Regions from separate parts of the Mus musculus genome. Here region 2 is linked to region 1. A link is a contact called in public promoter capture Hi-C data. All regions are on one chromosome and are shown on one strand. Each heading gives the region's core, a stretch centred on a gene start, on an enhancer-like site or on the middle of the called end of the contact. The rest is flanking DNA. Distances are from core to core; before and after follow the strand shown. Region 1 holds the start of Ap3b2 (adaptor-related protein complex 3, beta 2 subunit). Region 2 overlaps Gm42400 (a long non-coding RNA gene).

Region 1 (6,089 bases), core at 1,031-3,530:
GAGTAGACGATTTTGTATGTACAATTGAAAATGCGGCAGGCAGTTCACAGCGCCAGGGATAATCTCTGGTGTGCACCAAGGTGTGTCAGGCAGTGTCTGTCAGTGTTTGGTACGATGGAATCACAGTTTCGAAGTGCAAATGTTATGTGGTTAGACTCAGCAGCAGTAAAGTCTCAGTATGCGCCATAAGTCAGAAACCTGAGTTCTATTGTGTGTTTGATTTTCATTGATTTTTCATTTTTGTGTGTTCGGTATCCTGTCATGTTACCAAACCTTTTGTGAATACTGCCTTCAGTTGACAGACCCAGTGGGGACCCACAGTTTAAGCAGCTTAGATTTAAAGCCATCCCGTGCCCAGCCAGGCAACTCTGATATCTCCTTCCCTTGTCTCTTGCTCAACCCAGATCACTTCTGGTCTCATCGGTCCAGCATGAGATCCTTCCAACACGCAAATCTGGTGGCAGCACCTGCTTAGAGCCCTCATTCATTCTAGTGACCTGCTGCGTGATTCTAGCCACTGCATGCTAACATCAGAAGAACCTACACTGTGGCTTCCCTTAGTCCTCTGGGATGTAGGAAACAGAAATGAAATATGCTTATTTGCTTACTTATTTATTTGTAACCCTGGCTTGCAAATGAAATGTTTGTTTGTTTGTAGTCTTTGCTGTCCTAGAACTTGCTATGTAGACCAGGCTAGCCTTGAACTTAAAGAAGTCTTCATGCCCCTTCCTCTGAGATTGGGATTAAAGGCGAGCACCATCACACCCAGCTGCACATCTTTTATACCAGTGGAGTTTTTATTACGTTATATAGCGTTAGAAAAGTCTCCATTCCTTTGTCTCAGGTGTACTCTTCCCAGTAGAGGCCTGCCAGCCCCAGGGGCTATGAATTTTGGACAGGCTCACAGCCTAACATTTGTCTAAGATCAAAGTATGTGCTCACAGCTGCATCCTGTTCTCAAAAGTTGCACTTTGCATATCAGTTGACTGACTTTTAAGGGTTTGTTGCTGTTTGCAGCTGCTTGAGCATGTGAGGCCTAGCACTGACCATGCAGGGTAAGGAACAGGGTCACCCGATCATTAGTAATAAAAATCCAGTGGGACTCGCACTCGGTGAACCTGCCTGGTTGAGTGACCCTTCTGAAGAAGTGCATTCGCTTGCGCCTTGTGCTCTGGATTGTGTGGTGATTTCCCTGAGACCCCAGACCCATTTCTAACACGAGAGTACCTTCCTCCCTGAAATGGAACATGTCTTGCACTCCCACTCCTGACCCTTGAATTGTCAGGGCTACAATTGTGCTCCCGGTTGGAACAATCTATTGGCTCCTGTTCACTACTCCGTTCCGTGACTAACAGGTCCACAGGCCTTTAATTAATGTGCTATTGAATTTATGAACAAATAAATGAATGAGTCAAAGGTAAGATTCAAACCAAGTAGGGCTGAATCATAGGGCAATGTGGGGGTTGGGGAAAGATGGAGAAATTAATTTGCAGGAGGAGCCAGTTTCTCAGTCTACATCCAGGGCCGGCTTCCTGGAGTGGACCACACTCAAACTCCAGTTCCCCAATTCAGACCCGTCCCCTACGGAATTGGTTTTGGGGGTTTTGTTTTGGTTTCTCTTTGAGCCAGCGAATAAAAGGCTGCAAACATCATCGCAGCTGTTCCATAAGGACCCCGCCTGTCTGGTCCCTCCCCCACCAGCCTTGGGTCCCCCGCCCCTTCGTAGCTAAAGGCGAAGTGGCCCTGCTGCGGGAACCCCGGGAAGCGCGCAGGGCGGGTCTGGGTCGGCAGGGCCGCAGCCTCGCGGGCGCTGTCCATGGTGCCTGCGCGCCAGCCGCACCCGGCCGGCGCTCGCTAGCTCACCGCTTGTAGTCCGAGGAGAAGATACCGCCGCTCGCCGGGTCGTGGCCATATTCTGGCTCCCCGGGACCGGCTGAGCCGCCCTTGTCTTCGCTGTAGGCCGGAGCGGCCGACATGGATCTGCGCTGAGGGGTGGCTGAGCGGCCGGGTTGGGCTTTGGTCGAGGAATGGGATGCACGCCTAGCTCTGCGGAGCTGCAATCTGCGCGGCGGAGGCAGCGCGCAGATTCAGCAATCAGGGCTGAGCGCTAAGGTTCTTAAAGGGACCGGCACCACCCGCGGAGTGCAGGGTTGGGGTGAGCTGACAGGGGACGGAGGAACAGCGCCTGCCCTGTCCCAATCTCTCAGAACTCTCTGGCAACTGCAAGCATCTAAAGGTCTCTCACAGTGAGCAAGGCTGCAGGGCTGATGACTGTATAGTCTTTGGAGGGATGCGGACCTCCTGCCTCCGCCCTCCCGATCACCTGACCTCCACGGACCCGCCCACCCATGCAGTGAGAGAGGGGGACGTGAGGGACACTGAAAGAAGGCCATACTCGCAGGCCTGGGTTGGAACATCTACCTTGGAGATTTAGGGGTGGGTACCTTTCCATCCTTTTTCACACAGTCTAAATCCCTCTGAGGATAACCTGCTTACTCACTGGGAATCATAGCAACTTCCTGGAAGAAGTGGAATTTAAGAGGAGGCTGACCCAGGAAGCAAGTGCTAAGGGCATTCTGGGAGCAAATCAGTTCTAGGTGGAGTAAAGAGAACCTCCAACATCCTAATTACGTTTGGGAAAATACTTTAATGATCCCTTCTGAAACCTCTTTTGGCCCATTCAGGAGGACCCAAGGTCACATTAATCACTGGTTAGGTTCCTGTCCATTGACATCTAGAAGGGAAAGAAGACGAACAGATTGAGTTAGGGTCTGGTGTAATTGCCAGGTCTCCAGGACTTTGTGATTTATCAAGCTTAGCTCCTAAGACCCAAGGAAGGAAGGAAGGGAGGAAGGAAGGAAGGAAGGAAGGAAGGAAGGAAGGAAGGAAGGAAGGAAAGCAAGAAGAAGGATTGTAGCTAGTTCTGGATTAGAGAGAACACCCTGGACTAGGCTGATGGTGAATTGTTTATCTTTGGTCTAGATTTTGGACATGAGGTTGAGTGATTGGGAACTCCTGGCCAGGCTCATAGAATGGAAGTATTCCCAAGGACCGAGATTTGTAGACTAGGGTCCCAATTCTCTAAGATCAGAATTGGTGGACTGTTTGGAAAAGGATGGAACTGAGAAAGGCGGACTTTGGATCAATAGAAAGTTCTACTGCAAAAAGAAGGATGGAGTTGGAGCAGCCCCTGGGTTGGAGATCGGTCATGTTCAGTAAATATATCTGCTCAGGATCTAAGAACAGTAGCCTGAGGTCTACCTGGCGCTAAAGGGTTTCAAAGTGTGTAACTTCAAAAATAGGTACACCTATTCTGGGGACTTTAGATTGCCAGAGTAAAGAGTTTAAGATGAAAGGAACCTGGTCTGGGTGTAGTGGAGAGGGGAATCATCTGAATTATGCTGGAGCAAGTTGGTTAGGTGCCTTTGTTAGCAGACTGGGGCTGGCATGGGATGTGGGCAGGTAGAAGAGAGGCACTTACTGAGTCCATGCCCAACAGGTTCAGTGCAAAGTGCACACAGTTGCTGCTAGTGGGATGGTAGGGAGGAGGATCGTTGTCCATAGCTTCTCGCACGCGGCTCTCCAGCACCCTAGGGTCAACGCCACCGCGCCTGCGTAGCACACGCCAGAGCTGTCGGGAGCGCTGCAGAGCTCTGTGCCCCTGTTTACACACGACACCCTCACAGTAACCCAGAAACGTTTGTACTCCATTCTGGTTGGAGGTCCTGCCTGTGGGGATAGCAGGCCCAAAATCAGAGCAAATCGGAGCTAGCTTTGGTGCGACTCAGTAATCTGCCCTAGCATTTCCTCAAATTGAAGCCCCACACCCTTGGCTGCCCAACCCTCTCTCCCCCATCTTCAGAGACCTACACCTTCGTCCTAATTTTCGTCCCAGCACAGCTTGCTCACGAGTGGCCAAATTTCTTTTGCTCACCCTCAAAGTGTATGATCTCTCCTTGGCCGCAGTAAACACCCACGTGGGCCCCGCACCACTGTGCCTTAGGGGTCTGCAACTTGAACAGGAACAGGTCTCCAGGCTGAGGCTCGTAGTTTTCTAACTCCACCTCCTGGAAGTTCTGACCCATGAGTGCCTCAGAGAAGAAGAACTGAATGGTGCTGGATGCTCCTACCAGGGTCTAAGAGAAGAAAGGTCGCAGACTGCAAGGTGTGTGCACACACACAGCTGGGTCATCCCACTCATCGCAGAGGGTAGACCTGGCTTGGGGCTGGGCCCTAGGCAAAAGGTCTTTGCTGACTCACACCTGCCTCCCTGTCCTTGAGGGACTCCAGAGGCCTGGATATCACGGATATGCGCTGCCTTGAGCCACCCGCTAGGGACGTCATGGTGTCCAGCAATTGGGACCTCCTCTCCACCCGTAGTTACCCGCTTATTCCCATTCCTTTCAATCTCCCTCCCCCTGCGCCGGTCTCCTTCCTCATCAACCGTCCATGTTGCCTTTTCTGCAAGCAACACCGCCTTCTGGGTGTCAGCTGGTACCTGGGTTGAGATGAGGGACTGAAGAAACAGGAAAAGTGCAGTGAGGTTGGGCCAAGGCCAATCTCTCCCAATTCCAATAACCTCAGTAGCAAACATGCATTCATTTGCTCCTTGCTACAATTCTCCAGATCAGTTGAATATTCTTATTTTCAGGAGGAAATTGAAGAACATCAACTCTTGCTAATCTGTGTCCACATGACCATCAGGGTCTCATATAATAAATACCATTGCATTTTTTTTTCTATAATGAACTGAAAAATCCAGTTTAGTTCCTCGTCTTTTCTGGGAACAGAGGGTGATTTCACTGCCTGGGTTATATCTAAGGTTTGATTTCAGAGGTGGTGGGGGCAGATCGACAGAGAGAGAGAGAGGGAGAGACGGAGACAGAGAGACAGAAACAGGGGGGGGGGAGTGGAGGGGAGTGAAGGTAAGATATGGAAACAAGTGACCATGACCATGACCATGACCCCAGGGCTCTGGGTATCTTTGTGTTCTTGTGCCCTTTGGTCAGGAGTCATCTACCTAACATCCGCCGAATAGGGAGAGCGCTTCTTTACTTCCAGCTTCCCTCTCATCCCGTCTTACCCACCGAGTCAAGCAAAAGTCACAGCTATGGAAGAGGGTGAATTGTCCTAACCCCTGCAGAGGTGGCTGCCACCCTGCCCGAGGAAGAGACAAGATGAGCCAAGGACTTCTGCTCCATTTACCTGGCACTTGAAGCTCATCTAGGGAGAGAGAAACCAGTCATTACCACCTGCTGCTTCACCTCTGCCCTCCCACTCTGATGGCTCAATAGCTGCATGCTGTGTCTTAAGTCTGCACTAGGTGGCTGGTCACAGATTGAGAGACCTATGTCACCTCTCCATATGGGACATCAAAAAGTCCCCCCTCTCTGTCTCTCTGTCTCTCTCTCTCTTTCTGTCTCTCTGTTTCTCTCTACAGAGACTCTGTCTCCCTCCCTCCCTCTCTGCCTGCCTTCCTCCTTTCCACCCTCACTCCTTCCTTCATCTTCCTCATCTGTGAACTGGGAACAATAAGGTTGGAGAACTGGGCATCCCTGTGAAGCTCTAAGAGCTCTTTGTGATTAACCAAGGCCAGAGGGCAGGGTTTGTTTATCTAAGGTCTGGCTGGCTCCTAAACTTGCACATTTGCCTGTGCATGCGCATTTGGGCGCCAAGTGGAAGGCTGGGGAGAGTACATCTTTCTCAGCTCAGAGGAGAAGAACAATGGCCACCAAAGGCTGGTGGCCTCCCTGTGACCTCTGCCTCCAAGATCAGAGGGAATCAATCATTCAACTGGAAAGTCCAGACACCCCCTCGTATTTCCCCCTGGGGTTGGGGGTGCAGGCAGGGAAGCACTCTGGACGCTGTGCCTATGCCTTGCTCCTTCAAACAGGAATCCGGTCCATGGCTGACATTCTACCCGTAATGATAATAATGTGTATTGCCAAAAGCTGTATGAAGACTCCAGTGAGCTCTAATAACAGTGTCCTGTAGATTCTATTGTCTTTCTCATTTAGAAGAAGGGGGAAGTGGGGCTCGGGTGGGGCTTGGGGAGGTTGGAAAGGTTACATCGAAAAAGTTGTAAACCA
Region 2 (6,832 bases), core at 2,089-4,588, 240 kb after region 1:
TGCTGGGATTAAAGGCGTGCGCCACCATGCCTGGCTGTTGGTTCTTTTACCAAGCCCTGTGGTGGTTGGCATTTTTCAGAAAGGAGAATGTGGTGGTGGGGCTTCAACGTGTGTTTGGTTAGTGATGTTGAAATTCCAGGATGTTAGCCAGTGGCAGTTAGAGATCACAACCAGGAGGGTGGGGCAACTTTTTTTTTTTTTAATGCTCCCACTAACTCTAACCAACTACTGCCTAACGCCTGCCTAACTCCTACCTCAAAAACAGATTCAAATAAGATAAAGCAGACACACAAAAGATAAGTTTTAGGTCTATATCAGGGTGATTACTGGAAGAGGAGGAAGTGAGTGGGAAAAGGTTTATCAGATGCAAAACTGGAGAAGTGATCAGGAGACCAGAATGGCAAGCATCAGCTGAGAGCCAACTGAGCCTCGGGTCGCTAGACGATATGCTAATTGCTGAAGATGTGAAAGATAGGCTCATCTCAAAGAGTTTGTAGCTTGGGTGGATGTAAATGAGTCACAAATAATTGTAGCAAAGTTGTAAATATATATGTGAAAGCCACAAAAGAGGAAATGATTGGTTCTACCTGGAGATAGGTGAGGGTATTATAGAAGACTTCCTAAAAAGGAGGAGTGTAAAGTTTACAGGAAATGTGAGAAAGGAACTGCACACAGAAGGAACAGCACGTGCGAAGCACAGCATGCGGCCTGCCAGGACCTTACACAGTGTTATATGGATGCACATTTATTTCTTTCAGGGAGAGTGGTGGGAGGTAAGAGATGAGAGAAAGAGCAGGTCAGAGATCGACTTGATTTGCAGTGCTTAGTGTTGAAGTGCCCCCTCCCCAGGCTCTGTGCACACTAGTGTTCTACCAGTGAGCTCTATCCTAGTACTAGCTAAATCTTGATAGGTTGTGCATTATGCTTTAAGGAGCTGTAACTATATCCTAGAAGCAATTATCTGTCAAAAGGAGCTAGAGGTGTATCTCAGTTGGTAGAATATTTGTCTAGCATATGTGAAGCCCTACTTTTGACTTCTGCCCTGGAGTGAGGGAAGAAGTCACTAAAAGGAAAGATCATGGTGTGAATGTAATCAATGTTTTGTTTTAGAGCAATCCTACTCTGAGCTAGCTGGTAGATATAGATGGAACAGCTGTATTATTATCAAGTCCGTATATTCCATAATAATAAAGTAAGAACATCTGTACACTATAGAGGAGGGTCTGGAGGAAGCAAGGGTGAATACAGGAGTCAGTTATTATCACTACTGTATGGAATGATGAGGGCCAGAATAAACAGGGACACAAAGAAGAGAAATAGAGCAATAAGGCACGTGGAGAGGAACTAGGTGTGTGGGGGAAGAAAAGGGGAAGGATTGGGAAGCCTATTGGGCTCCCGGTATTGGTAACTGGAAGGAAGAATTCCTTCCAAACTGGAACAGAAGCTGATAAACAGGTTCCTGAAGAAAGAGGAATGCTCATTTAGATATATCTTGCAGTTGCCTGCTGGAGATCCAGATGGAAATTTCTAGTACACATGAGTCTGGAGCCTAGATGCAATGGATGACTGGAGATAGCCATCACTGAGTCATCTGCACAGAGACGAACGCTGAAGCCACTTAGGGACACCGGCATTTAAGGATGCTGTGTGGCTCTTTCTCTGAGGCTGGATGTGATCATTGCCATCGTGATTCAGAGCAGCAGTGAGAACAGAAGACCCTCAAGACCACGCCCACTACCAGCATGGAAGTTAGGGGTGAGGCACATATTTGAGATATATAAGAAGGTAACAATCTCGTGGAGGAAGGGAAACCTCTTTGGTGGTGTGGCTACCCATAGGTTGCCCATGGTCTGGTCAGTCACCACCCACTCATGCTTTCCTGTAAAGAACCAATGTCAATTCATTGGTTCACCAAGCTAGAAGGATGAAACTGTTCCTCTGCCATCGTTTGACCTTTCTATCTGAGGTGAGTCCAGTAAAGTCACTCAACAAGGGACAAACAAAGGAATAGACTCATCCAAGAACCTAGAGAGGTGTGTTGTGTACAAATGATTAATTATGAATATTATAATGATAAATGTACATTTATTACTTTTCTCATTGCTATAGAAAAATACACTTGACAAAGGTAACTTTAAGAAGGAATGGTTGATTTGGGTTCACAGTTTGTTAGTATTGTCCTTCACAGCAGGGAAAGGCATGGTGGAGGGAGTGTGACCCCATAGTGTCTACAATCAAGGAGCTGAAAGCAATGAATACGGATACTCAATTTCCCTCTCTTACTTATTTATTCAGTCTATGACCCCAGGTATGGGATGGAACTCCCAAAACAGTCAAACCTCCTTGGAAACACCCTCACAACCATATCCAGAAGTGGGTTTCATAAACAATTCTGAATCTTGTCAAGAGGACAATTGAGATTAATCATATATATATATATGTGTGTGTGTGTGTGTGTGTGTGTGTGTGTGTGTATGTATACACACATATATACACACATATATGTGTGTGTGAATCTATGTCTATATCATACATACATACATACATACATACATACATACATACATACATATATTAACTTTTTGAGATAAGGTTTTGTGCAGTTCATGCCAGCCTCATTTGGCCTCATTCTCACTAGGAGGTTGAGAATGGCTCTGAGCTTCTGATCCCGCATTTCTGATCCTTCAGCTTCCACTCCTCAAGTGTTCATTGCAGGCATGTACCATGCCTGGTTTCATGTAGTACAGGATACTGAACCCAGCACCTCACAGACCTCACATGCAAACCTTGTATCAACCAAATTACATCCCCAGCCCAAGCATCACATCCTAAAAAAACAAAACAAAACAACAAATAATAAACTCTTCTGACTTGGGCGAGACCAAAGGTCTTTCTCACTCATGGATAGCCAATTTTTAAGATTAAAGGGTTTGGTTAGAAGCCTCTCTTTGATGGGCACACTAATCCTATCTGTCTTCTGCCTCCTTGGTCCTGAGTGGGGTCACTAGCACCTATGAATATCATAATCTTTGTTTTCTTTAGCCTTGCTGTGCCTCCTGTGGCCTCATAAGATACCATAGGAAAGATCAATAGTTCACATCACAACACAGAACAATAGAAACAGCGACCAGAGCAGAGGAGACTCACAAGAAACAGTAAGAGAAGAATGGTTAGAGGAGGAAGGAAATGGAAGCATCAAATGTTGACCAGGTAGGAAGGAAACCGGAGACAGACAGTCTCAAATTCAGCCCTGGTGAACTTTGCCAGAGTGGTGTCCGTGGAGTGCCTAAGGACAGAGGCCTGGCTGGTGAGTCAGAATGTGGGGAAATGTGTACTGCAGGGTGAAGTACTGTTTGTAAAGGCTCCCTCAGGGGGCTCGTTAAAGGAGTGCACAGGGCTGAGAGCAGGGTCTCAATCCTGCGCACTCCTGAAGAAACCTGAGCCAGTCCGAGATGGAAGCAGGTAGGGGGAAGAGTATGAGACAGAAGAGGGGCTGAGGAACAGCAGCAACAGCCTGTAGATGAACCTGGGGGGGGGGGTGCTGACCAAACAACACAGCCACAGCCAGAGCCTGGAAGGCATGCAATGAGGTAGGGCTGAAGGAACAGCCTGATGAACCATGGTGAATGAATGCTGCAAGACAAGAAGTGGATGAGAAGACAGGCCCCGTGGCCCGGTAGCCTAGTGACCCAGTGATCCTCAGAGGGAGAAGTAATGCAAGCCTCGTGCCTTCTTACCAGGTGACCTTTGGCCCTGTACACACAAGCTCCCACCCACAATCCTTGAGCTTTAAAGACCTCTCTGCTAAGATGGGGGATTTTGTGTATGTGAGTGCTTTCTTTACTAGGCAAGGCTAGATTCACATAAGAACAAGCCACCTGTCACCAAAATAGTAAGTGTACCAAGACCCCGGAGTTCAGACCCAAAAGGGCTGGAGAGTACAATGGTTAAGAGCACTGGCCAATCCTATGGTGACATTTTCTCAATTATGATTCCTTCCTCCCAAATGACCCTAACTTGTGTCAAGTTGATATAAAACTAGACAACACAACACAACACCCATACATAAACAAAATAAAAATTTTAAAAAGACCCAAGGGACTTAACTCTTCATAAAAGAGAGAAGATGGTCGGGCGTGGTGGCGCACGCCTTTAATCCCAGCACTCAGGAGGCAGAAGCAGGCAGATTTCTGAGTTCGAGGCTAGCCTGGTCTACAAAGTACAAAGTGAATTCCAGGACAGCCAGGACTATACAGAGAAACCCTGTCTCAAAAAATAAAAAAATAAATAAAAAAAAAATAAAAAGAAAGAAAGAAAGAGAGAGAGAGAGAGAGATGCCCAGACAGATAAGCACCTTGATTTGCACATACCATTTGTGAGTTTTCAGAGAACGTCTCTAAAATTCAGACTACAGTTATTACTTCACTGAAAAGATTATGGAGAATTGCCCAGAGGATAGAACATTATGTGAGAGAAGGAACAGTTGAGAGAAAGTTCTAGATAAGTCTCATGGGTTCTGCATATTCTCTGGGTCCCTTCTAAGTACCACACACATTTAACGAGGAGGTAGGTAGGATGGAGACACTTACACATATGACAAGAACTAGCCAGCCACACATGTAAGAGAAGCAGACACACACACAAAGAAGGATGCTGCAGACCATGGCTATCCAGGCAGCAGCTGCGAATAAATGTACATGTACCCACCGAGAAGGCCTTGCCTGGTCCAGCAAGTGGGAAGGTATACTTGTTCTCTACAAAGCCAGGACTTGCTTATCCTGGCTGATGATATAACAGGGCACTGATACAACCTTGTGCATGACAAAAAATAAACTGGCAAGATTGTGAGCACGGTCCTGGAAACAAAATAAAATTAAAAAAAAAAATGCAGATTCCTCTGTGATGCGGAGTGGCAGGGCTGGTGATGTTATCACTGTCAAACACTTGGGATGATCATCCCAAAGACAGGGGAGATCTCTGCATGCTCATCAGTGTGGTTTCCCTGGCTTCTACTGTCTCCAGTCCTCACCAGTGTACACACTCAGTACTCCAACAATGCAGACCTGAATGGTGGAGATGCCTATAGGCTGGGCTAGCAGCGACTTCACATGGATGACAGCAACAGAACAGCCAATAATTGGTACCTTAACAGATGGAATAGTGTTAAGTGGTTAAGTGGAATGTTAGTGGTTTACACAAAGCCTGGAGTGGTCTCACACATCATGATGTTCCTGCAAACCTCCACCATGTCCTTCTCTGCAGGGGACACATGCATCTGCGGCATCTGCTTGAAGCCCACAGTGAAGCATTTTGAATAATAATCCAGAAGCTGGATGCTTTTAAGGAAACCCAGAGGACAGAAACATGTTGCTGTCTGACTGAGTTTGATCCCTAGGATCCACATGGTGAAAGGGGAGAACCAGTTCCTGCAAGTTCTCTGACCTTTACACGAACTCTATGATGCAGGTATGTGCCCACATATGACTGACAAAGAAATAATAGGTTTTTAAGGAAAGAAAGAAAAGAAAGTTCTTGAGCTTCCAGGCTACCTTGTCTGGCTCTACTTACAGCAGTGTGTCAGAGAGCACTACACAGGGTTTGAAGACATTGTCACTCTTTTATCTATCTATCTATCTATCTATCTATCTATCTATCTATCTATCTATCCATCCATCCATCCATCCATCCATCTATCAGGGTCTCTCTACTGAGCCTGGACCATTCTGGAACTTACTATGTTGACCTTGAACTCAGAGATCAACCTGCCTCTGCCTCTTGAATGCTGAGATTAAAGGTGTGCTCCATCATCCCACACCCAAAAGTGTCACTCTCGAAAGGACTTGTGTTGAGAGAAAGGCACCAAGTACCTTGTAAATGCCCCTCTTCTATTTAGAGAAATTGATGCCTAGGAATTTCATTAAATTCATTCTTTTTAATAGCTGAGTAGTACTCCATTGTGTACATGTACCACATTTTCTGTATCCATTCTTCTGTTGAGGGGCATCTGGGTTCTTTCCAGCTTCTGGCTATTATAAATAAGGCTGCTATGAACATAGTGGAGCATGTGTCCGGCGCTTGTGTCTCTAGCTGCATATGTATCAGAAGATGGCCTAGTCGGCCATCAGTGGAAAGAGAGGCCCATTAGTCGTGCAAACTTTATATGCCTCAGTATAGGGGAACACCAGGGCCAAGAAGTGGGAGTGGGTGGGGGAGGGTTTGGGGGACTTTTGGGATAGCACTGGAAATGTAAATGAAGAAAATACTTAATTAAAAAAAAAGAAATTGATGCCTTATGACTCCTGCCTGTCCAATAAGGGAACAAGTCCGCTTAGTTCCCATTTCACTATGGACTAGCAATATGATTGAGTTCTGCCTGCAAGATGTATCTTCAGGGGATTTATTTTCAATGCAACCAGTGTGATGGAAGAAGCAGCTTGTGGCTTTGCCCTTTGGCAGGAGGGCTACCCAAGCAGAGTCCCTGCCTCCAGTCCCTGCCATACAAGTGGACTATGGTAACAGAGTCTCTGCTGCTGTAGTCTTGAGGTGTTATTTGGGATTTGAGTGATATTTTGAAGGCACAGAGGACAGAATCGTTGAGCCTAAAGAAAATCAGAATTTTCATGGTGAGGAGTAACACTGTAAGACATCAACACATGGAGATGAGATGGTACCAACAGCAGGGATGATGTTAAGATGCACAATGACTACGTATAGTGCAGGTGTCACAGGCAGCAAGGAAACAAAGTTCAACACTGCTGTGGAGGGAGCCTTGGGGTCACTTCTCAGTGCAGCCGGGCTTCGCGATCAAATGCTGCCTGCTACAGAAACAAAT

Evidence for each region. Promoter capture Hi-C pulls out the DNA fragments that hold promoters and counts their contacts.
Region 2: a contact with region 1 is called in a promoter capture Hi-C map of trophoblast stem cells, with 3 times the contacts expected there. The contact joins the enhancer-like site here to the promoter of Ap3b2 in region 1. A contact is called at or near these places in 14 of 39 promoter capture datasets (the 3T3-L1 cell line, the C10 cell line, the HPC-7 cell line and 9 more), 4 of 115 datasets of contacts at active chromatin or transcription factors (SST interneurons, embryonic forebrain, embryonic stem cells and 1 more) and 1 of 9 other capture datasets (adipose tissue).

What each region holds. Positions count from the first base shown.
Region 1 is chr7:81,491,645-81,497,733 of GRCm38.p6, forward strand. It overlaps Ap3b2 (adaptor-related protein complex 3, beta 2 subunit), which reads right to left and starts at 2,281. Exons shown (of 26, transcript NM_021492.3): 1 at 1,864-2,281. The coding sequence starts at 1,976. BC048679 (cDNA sequence BC048679) reads right to left here. Exons shown (of 6, transcript NM_001193274.1): 2 at 5,206-5,223; 3 at 4,499-4,516; 4 at 3,935-4,136; 5 at 3,482-3,729; 6 at 2,630-2,734. The coding sequence starts at 5,223. The coding sequence ends at 2,702.
Region 2 is chr7:81,732,188-81,739,019 of GRCm38.p6, forward strand. Gm42400 (a long non-coding RNA gene) reads left to right here. Exons shown (of 3, transcript XR_882263.2): 2 at 1,499-1,755; 3 at 5,263-5,447. Among named protein-coding and RNA genes, the nearest start is that of Gm42400, 4.1 kb to the left of the region's middle. Within about 2 kb of position 3,339, at least 8 of the 459 cell types and tissues checked have an H3K27ac peak or open chromatin away from gene starts, as enhancers often do. A contact at or near this core is called in trophoblast stem cells, where this site is marked.